Linked DNA regions of Sus scrofa: region 1 is linked to region 2. Evidence: chromatin contacts called from public Hi-C data. All regions are on one chromosome and are shown on one strand. Each heading gives the region's core, a stretch centred on a gene start, on an enhancer-like site or on the middle of the called end of the contact. The rest is flanking DNA. Distances are from core to core; before and after follow the strand shown.

Evidence for each region. A called contact is a pair of places that touch in the nucleus more often than the background predicts.
Region 1: a Hi-C map of liver shows a contact between it and region 2, with 7 times the contacts expected there. The contact joins two enhancer-like sites. A contact is called at or near these places in 2 of 47 Hi-C or Micro-C datasets (liver and skeletal muscle).

What each region holds. Positions count from the first base shown.
Region 1 is chr1:235,033,035-235,037,052 of Sscrofa11.1, forward strand. No RefSeq gene overlaps it. Among named protein-coding and RNA genes, the nearest start is that of FAM205C, 650 kb to the right of the region's middle. Within about 2 kb of position 1,382, at least 20 of the 83 cell types and tissues checked have an H3K27ac peak or open chromatin away from gene starts, as enhancers often do. A contact at or near this core is called in liver, where this site is marked.
Region 2 is chr1:234,547,226-234,551,529 of Sscrofa11.1, forward strand. All of the region lies in intron 3 of SPATA31D1 (spermatogenesis-associated protein 31D1), which reads left to right. Among named protein-coding and RNA genes, the nearest start is that of SPATA31D1, 180 kb to the left of the region's middle. Within about 2 kb of position 2,121, at least 5 of the 83 cell types and tissues checked have an H3K27ac peak or open chromatin away from gene starts, as enhancers often do. A contact at or near this core is called in liver, where this site is marked.

The DNA of each region.
Region 1 (4,018 bases), core at 132-2,631, 490 kb after region 2:
CTGCGACCTAGGCAACACTGGGTCCTTAACCCACTGAGTGAGGACAGGGATTGAACCTGTGTCCTCATGGATGCTAGTTAGATTTATTGTTGAGCTATGATGGCAACTCCTATATTTTAAATATATACCTGAATTGCATTTGTTCCATTAATGTCAGTCACTCAATGAATATTTATTTAGCACCTACTGTGTACCTACCACTCTGCCATGTGCTGGAGAAGCCTTGTGTGTGTGTGTGTGTGTGTGTGTGTGTGTGTGTGTGTGTAGTGTATACATATATATACACACAGAGAAATTAAGTTATAGATTTGTAACCAGAAACTCATTGAAATAATAAAAATTCTTTGGTCTCCCAGCAGTCTATCAGTCCTTGGGAAGCTATTAACTACATATGAAACTGAGCTCTCCTGGGCACCGTTAGCAACACAGTCTATCCTCGATCGCAATCTTTAGTCCGCCCAGTTGATTCCCGTATTTAAATTCAGTTCCATAGCTGGATAGTCCCAATATTTTCATTTTAAAGTCCACTCTGCAACTTTAAAGTCAGCAGCATATTGAGAACATTGTTCCAAGCAGAAAAATGCATATTCAGATCTTTAAATTTTTTTACTACTTATAGGCTGCATAGGAAAATTAAGGATAAATGAACTAAGACATTTGGTGAAGAGCATTTCTATACAGTTTAGCAATCACTTCTCTGTGAGTCCAGGACCATATGCTTTTGAAAATCCTTCAACAGTTAAGTAATACCAAGAAATCAGCCCCCCTCAAGCAATAAATTACTTTGATATTCACCACAACACAACAACAAACTGGCTGTCAAGTTTGGCAACCATTTGAAAAGAGGCGGGCTTCCTCTCTGAACTCTGAATGGAAACATTATTTTTCCTCCACTAGAAGCCATCATCACTCTTTCACCATAAGGAAGGTCACACCATCTTTCACAAAAGATTTGCCTGCTTGTAATTACTGCCTGCAGCGTACAGACAAATGCAATTTTTTAAAATGCTAACTGTGTTATACTTATACCCGAGGGATCCAGGGTACAAATGTAACGCGGCCTCACCAGTTTGTCTTAGTGAGACCTTACAGTGCTGATTGAAAACAGCTGAACTAAATCAACAGTTACCTTGAGCCAGGGGCCTTTGGAGAGCAATTAGAGTCAAGGCTTGGGTTTTGAACCCAATATGCTCTGTCAGTCTCAATGATTTGTGTTTGTTGTACTCAGTCTCATTTCCTGCATGAAATATGAGGCTGTATAAAGAGGAAAAATTCCCAAGATTAAAAAATATTTGACCTCAGTGCATTTGTGAGCATAGAAGTACACATGTCTAAATGACCATTTGGGTTTGTAGTACAAAGTTCTATTGATGTTGGCAGCCCGAGCTTCCCAGTCTCAAAGCCACATGAATGGTTTCGAGTTTCAGCCAAAAAATGTTTTCCACATGCTTTAGTGTGGGCCAATTTACACAGTAGATTTTGTGGAGACTGTGGCCAAGTGCTTCATAAAGGGCTGCCTTCTCTGGGATCAGGGAAACCACAACAGACACATTGCTAATGCAATCTAATTATCTGCTTGAATATTTTTCCAGATGTATCCAATGTCTAAAAATACTGCAATAAAAAAGGTATTATTTGGCTCTCTCGACTGAAACAGTGGCATAAAGAACCTGTTTGTCTAGAGGGAAAGTTATGACATTATACTTCTATGACTGCATTTAAATCAGTCAAACAAAACAGTACCCACAGGGTGGGCCTTGCTTTCTGTTTCAGTGAGTCTTCCAAACTGAGACGTTAGTGTAAGAGATCATTCCTTTATGTAAAGGGGTGACCTTCTCACTTATAAGTTAATTCCTCTCATTTGTGGTTTCCTAATTTGATTGAGGTTGGTTAGTGTAATTCATGACAAAGAGATCCCATGCTTTTTCCACGAAGCTTCATTGTATGCCTCACTCAACAGGACAGCAGACCATTTCCTTCCTGTCAGGAGAAAAAAAATCTTTTGACTAATAAGCTGAGATTTTTACCCTCTCCCCATAGAAATACTGGCTGTTCCCTTTTGTTTTCCTTCGGCAGAATTTATTTTTGTACAGCAAGCCCCATACTTCAGCCTAGTTTCCTTTGTATCATTTGGATCTCAGCTAGTCCAGCAGATACATGATGTTATGCCAGGTTATTGTTCAAGTTGTTGGCAACAGTGCTCGCTCCTAACACATCCAACTGCCTAGGAGAACACGAGCACATTCAGTAGGAATTTGTTGAACTAAATGAGAGGTCGGTTTTACCAACCTGTGTCTTTTTGTACCTTTGTTTTAACAAAGACTTTAAAATGTGCCATTAAATGCCAAACAAAAATACCCAAGGGGAGACAACACACACATTTTTCCAAGAAACTGAAAAACATGAAAAATTTTTTTCTTTGCCCTATCTTTCAAGCCTCCTTCTAGCAAGAAGAGTTGAAGGGAAGGTGCATTCTGCATTACACCTTTCAGGAAGCAATAAATCACAGGCAAGCATACCTTCAAAGCTTTAACTGGTCTCAATCACAACCACAAAACCACTGTGCCAGCTTCTCTAATTCCCAGGCTGCACTGCTGAGTGAGCAGAAATACCCAACCTGGAGATACCTTTAGGTAGTAATAGTGAAGTCGTGGCTGAAGCTAAAGAAAACTGAGTGCCAAGAACTTCTGTGAGCTAAAGATGAGCAAGCAACCCCCTGCCCCCCAGCCTGGATCATTCTGTTTTCCTAAATTGAGTTATTCTCCTTGCAATGAGAGTTCTCCCTGATCGATCTGACTCTATTGTTTTTTGCTGTTTTTTTTTTTGTTTGTTTTTTTTTTTTTTTTGAAATCTTGAAACCAGATCTTCATTCACTCCATTGTTGGTTTTTTCTTTTTTCTTTTTCTTTTTCCCCTCAGCTGGAATATGGTTTCAAAATCTGTTCATAGTTCCCTAAAAGATATCCTTGGGGAGTGAGGTCACTTGGATTTTCCAGTTAGAAAAAATAAATGGTTTCATTCCTCTGGCAATCCTTTTTCGCTATGTGACACCCCTCCCATAGCAATGTATGATTATCATATTTCCATGTATCATCAGGATGTACCATCAGGATGGGGGCAGGCAAGTGTTCGCATGAGAGGCTAATCACTTTGGCAAATAGATAATATTTTATTTAAAAGGGGATTGTGTTTCAAATGTATATTTATAAATCAGTTGTTTGAAATTCAGTCTGGGCTTTATGTAGAAGGAGTGTTATAAATGGGAGATAGGTTCTCACACAGATTTTTTAACTCATAATGAAACCTATAATATATTTAAAGTATTTTCTTAGATAAAACACCTCTGTCTTGTTAAAAAATAATTAGATAAGACAATTTAGGTGATACGAACTTTACTTAACACTTCATGAAGCGGATACTCTCCTTCTGGAGAAGTGCAAAATGGGGTGGAAGGCAAGAGGCTTTAGTAGGATAAAGATAAGGAACAAAGAGAGACAAATAGAAAATATCTGATTGTCTGGGGCCACATAGTCAACCTCATTTGGGGTGAGAAGGCAAAGAGTTGGTTTGGGATTTGATGATCGCCTGACTGGATATACTGCATTTCTGGTCAAGAGGAGCATTTACAGAAGCATGAAAGTTATCCAAGTTCTGGTTTGCTGATGTAGCACTCTAGGCAAGAACAGCTCCACCTCTGGTCTAGAAAGTTATTTCAACAGTTTTAAGATGGAAACCTGAATCCCATTTATGTGGGAGTCTAGGAGCATGAAACCAAAGAATAAAGGAATGAGAAGGGGAAGAAAAAGTTTCACCCTGCATTACTGGTACAGTTATCCCAAGAAACATTTTGGGAGAGACTAAGTTGATTTAGCACCCTGTTCTAGAAACTCATCTATAATTTTCTCTCACCTTCTCACAATCATTTTTCAGGTCCTAGTTGTTTCATGTTTCCCTAGACTTTTTAACATTGTGAAGCCTTCCTTTCCTATTTTTTCAAATGTAGAACCAGATATGTATAG
Region 2 (4,304 bases), core at 871-3,370:
AGTGAGGTAAATATTTCTTTTCTTATAGAATAGGTAAGAGATGAGGTGAGTGAAAGTTTGGGGCACAAATTAAGTACCCACCAAATGTTAGTTCTGTTCTATGTCCTACAGGTCATTCCCTCACCACCCAACCCCCTGCCCCAGGGGATAAAAGTGATCCAAACTACATTAACTCTCAGGGTAGCTCCATGACCTGTTAAAGGGTATTCTGTCATAGGTCAGTTTTGCACTGTGTATTTTTATTTGATTAACAATCATTGTGTTTACATGAAAAAGAAGTAAACTCCTAAAATACAGGTAATGGTTTTTTTTTTTTTTTTTTTTTTAAGATAGCAGGTATAGGGGGCACTGCTGGAATCAATGCACATTTGAATCCATGTCCTAGACTGTGTACACCTGCTCCCCTGGAATACCACAGCTGTTTACTAGACTAAGCTGGGGTCATCAAAGAAGACTGAAATTATCCATTCAGTCTATTTTATTGCAGAAGGTATACACTACATTTCCATCCAGTTGTCACAGAAAAGCATTACTATGTCAATTGTTTGTGAAGTTCACTCAGGTGAAGATTGCAGGTTTCAAGGTAGTACTGGATAAAATTTGGTGTTGAGTCCTTATCTTCATACTCGAAAGAAAACAGTCCCATATTCAGTGTCCAAATTATGTGCAGACATCAAGTTTCCAAGCCTTCTGAGACAAAACACACACATACACATACACACGTGTGTACATGTAGACACACACAAAAGACAGAATTAAGGAAAAAAGAAATAATCCTGCTCTGGCCTCAGTTTCCAATTTGTAAAATGAGAAGACCAGGCTAGAAAGGTCTCAAGGTCACTTCCAGCTCTGACGTTAGCAGACAGTTCAAGTCCTGTGCATGTACTAGCCCTTTGTGGGATTAAAGACACAGGTTGCTCTCCAGCAAAACTTTAATTGCAGAGCTTTAATTAGAAAAAGAATCAAAATACTCTTTCAGATTATGTTTTTTTAATTTTATTTTTAATTGTGTTTTTATTATTTCCATTTTATTTTAAAAGAAAAGTGTGAAAGCTGCAATTTGCCAAACTGCTGCACGTTTCCTTGCCATACAACTGCCCTAGCAAGTTAACTTAAAACAATTTTCTAAAATGTATTTTTAATGAGAAACTTAGATCCCTAAAATTTGTCTTAAACATTTTTTTTTTTCCTTCAGACCTCTTATAGGGCTCTAGAGTTTCCATACCTCAGTGCCAAGAGCATGGCAAAGGAATTTGGCTCAGCTTAGTAATTACCTTGTGTTAGTCTAGCTCAAAGTTGTTTTTCTCTTAATGGCTTAAGAGAGCCATTCGAATGCTTTGATTTTAGTAATAAAAGTTCCAGTGGGCAGAGTAGGTGAATGCCCATGTAATGTTTAGCCTATTAAAAGGGCCATATCCAAGGCTTACAAAGAGTAAAGTCTTACTAGCAACTCTGAATAAGGGTAGGTCAATGTAGAAAAAGGCGTGAGAAAATAAGAGAGCTAAAGTAATTCTGGAAGTGTCCTTCTCTCCAAATAAGATCCCATGATTATAATGGACATTTGTTTTTGCCCTCTTTTGTGGCAAGAGGGAAGAATCTCTCCAAAGTCTCTCTGTGTACTTCCAGACGGCTGACTCACCCCAGGCTTCATAGTGGAGCATGTACATGCGACTACAGTTTCTCAAACTGTCTACAGTGAAGGACCATTTTGCTTCCTCTCCCACACCTCCATCCTTTGTGGGCTGGCACTTGCACAAAGTATTATAAAAATGAATTGCTGGAAAAATGGCACAGTGGCCCACAAAATACAGGCCTCAATTTTTTATTATTAGATTTAATTAATCTGTCAAATTGTAACAAAAGTTTCTAATCATCTTTAATTTCTATACTTATCTTGTTGCAGTTGATGACAAAAATATGGAAACAGCCACTGATCCATGGACCACACTTTGAGTAGCACTGGTTTAAACTAGGCCAGTAATATCCTCTGGTTCCCAGTAATTATTTTAGGGGTGTTTTTATGGCCTGAGCTGTTTCCAGTTAGTTGAATATTGGGACTTTAGTTGAGAAACTGTGGCAACAATTCTGTTTGTCCTGGCTGGATGCCATCTTGGGACTACGAGAGATGTGGCTTAAGAATGAGTCAACACCAAGAAAGCACAACCAAGAGATGGTGAGCCAGAAGCTGAATCTTCTCCTGTCTTGTGGAGAAATAGAAGCCAATAAATTAAAATGCTTTGCTTAAGGTAGAATTCATCAGGTTTTCTATTATCGGCAAAAAGAGTTCTATGTGATACAGTGATTAATCTGCATATTTCCCCCTCACTCTCAACCAGCTTGCCAGACATCTTTCCCAAACAGAGATCTGGGCATGCCATTCTTCTCATTACGAAAACCTTAGCTTCCCACTGCCTTGGTAGAAAGTTCAAGGTTCTTAAACTGTCATTCAAAGTCTTTCACAATTGAGATCCCTTCTTTTTTTAGCCTACTTTTTGGCTACTCTCATCCTCAGACACATGCCTGATGCTTTAGTGTGATCAGATATGCACTTTATATATGTTACAGGTTTGCTCATGTTTCACTTTGGCTGGATTGCATTTCCTCTTCCCACACCCTTTTCTAAGAATAGACCCTTGAGAACATAAGGCATTAATTACTTTAAAATGTTAAACATTATGCATCACCATCATTCCTGCTGATTCAAAGGCTAATTTCAAGAGTGTTGGCAGGAGGGGAAATTGATGCACCCGGAATTTGATAAAAATTGCATTTAGACCCCAAAGATGTAATTTCATAGGGAGTCTGATATGGTCTTGTTACCAGAAGTCTCAGAAAACAACAAGCTTAGACAAAGTGTAACTTTTAAGTTATTGTGAAAATGAATGAGCAAGAGATGGAAGCGTATGTCTGCACCAAAATATGTACGTAAGTATTCTTAGCAGCTTTATTCATAATAGCCAAAAGTAGAAACAACCCAAATGTTCATCAGCTGATCAATGTATAAACAAAATGTGGTATATCCACACAATGGAGTATTACTTGCCATGAAAGACATGAAGTACAGATGCATGTTATAACATGGACGAACCCTGAAAACGTTATGCTAAGTGAAAGAAGCCAAATACAAAAGGCCACATAGTGGATAGTTCCATTCATATGAATTCCAGAGTTGGCAAATCTGTAGAGAAAGTACATTAATGATAACCTAGGGCTGGGGATAATGATGAGATTGAAGGGTGAAGTCTAAGGGGACAGAGTTTCTTTTTTAGAGTGATGCAAATATTTTAAAATTGAATGTAGTGATAGATGCACAACATTGTGAATATACTAAAAGCCATTAAAAGCCACTTTTAATGGGTGAATTGTATGGTATGTGAGTTATATCTCAATAATGTGGTATTTAAAAAAATGAGTTTATAGGAGCTTTATTCATAGGTTCCAAAACTGTGAAGCAAACAAGATGTCCAAGGTGAATGGATAAATCAGCTGTGGTCCATCCAGGCAATGGACCAGTATTCAGTGCTAAAGAGATATGCGCTATTAAGCCATGAAAATACATTCAGTAACTTTAATTGCATGTTTCTAAATGAAAGAAGCCAATATTAAAAGGCTACACACTGTATGATTTCAACTATCTGATATTCTGAAAAAGGCCAAATTCTGGGGACAATAAAAAGGTGAGTGGTTTCCAGTGATTGGTGTGGAAGATGCAGTGAATAGGCAGAGCACAGAGGATTTTAGGGCAGTGAAACTACTCTGTCCAATACTGTGATGATGGATACATGCCATTATCTGTTTGTTTAAACCCATGTAAACCATGGCCTCTGGGTGACAAGGATATGTCAATGTAGGTTTGATTGTAACAAACGTCTCACTCTGATGCTAGATGTTGATAGGTGAGGTTCTGCGTGTGTGTGTGTGTGTGTGTGTGTGTGTGTGTGTGTGTGTGTGTGTGTGTAGGGCTGTTGGGGGATCAGATGGCATATGAGGACTCTATACTTCTGCTCAATTTTACTGTGAACCTTAAACTGTTCTAAAAAAAATAAAGTCTAAAGAAAGAAGAAAAGGAGGGGGAGGAAGGGGAAGAGGAAGAGGGTCAAGGGCCGAGGGGAAGAAGAGAGGAGGAGGTGATCTTACAAGGCCCATTTCAATGGGCACCAGCTCGGAAATTTTCCCTGCTCCACTCTCATCTTCTTCCTGGTAGAAGAATTAATTGCTCCTTTATCTGTATTTTTGTTGTGTTCTTATTCCTACTTTTATAGTTCATATTATTTTATTATAGTTGTTTGCAGATCTCACTTACT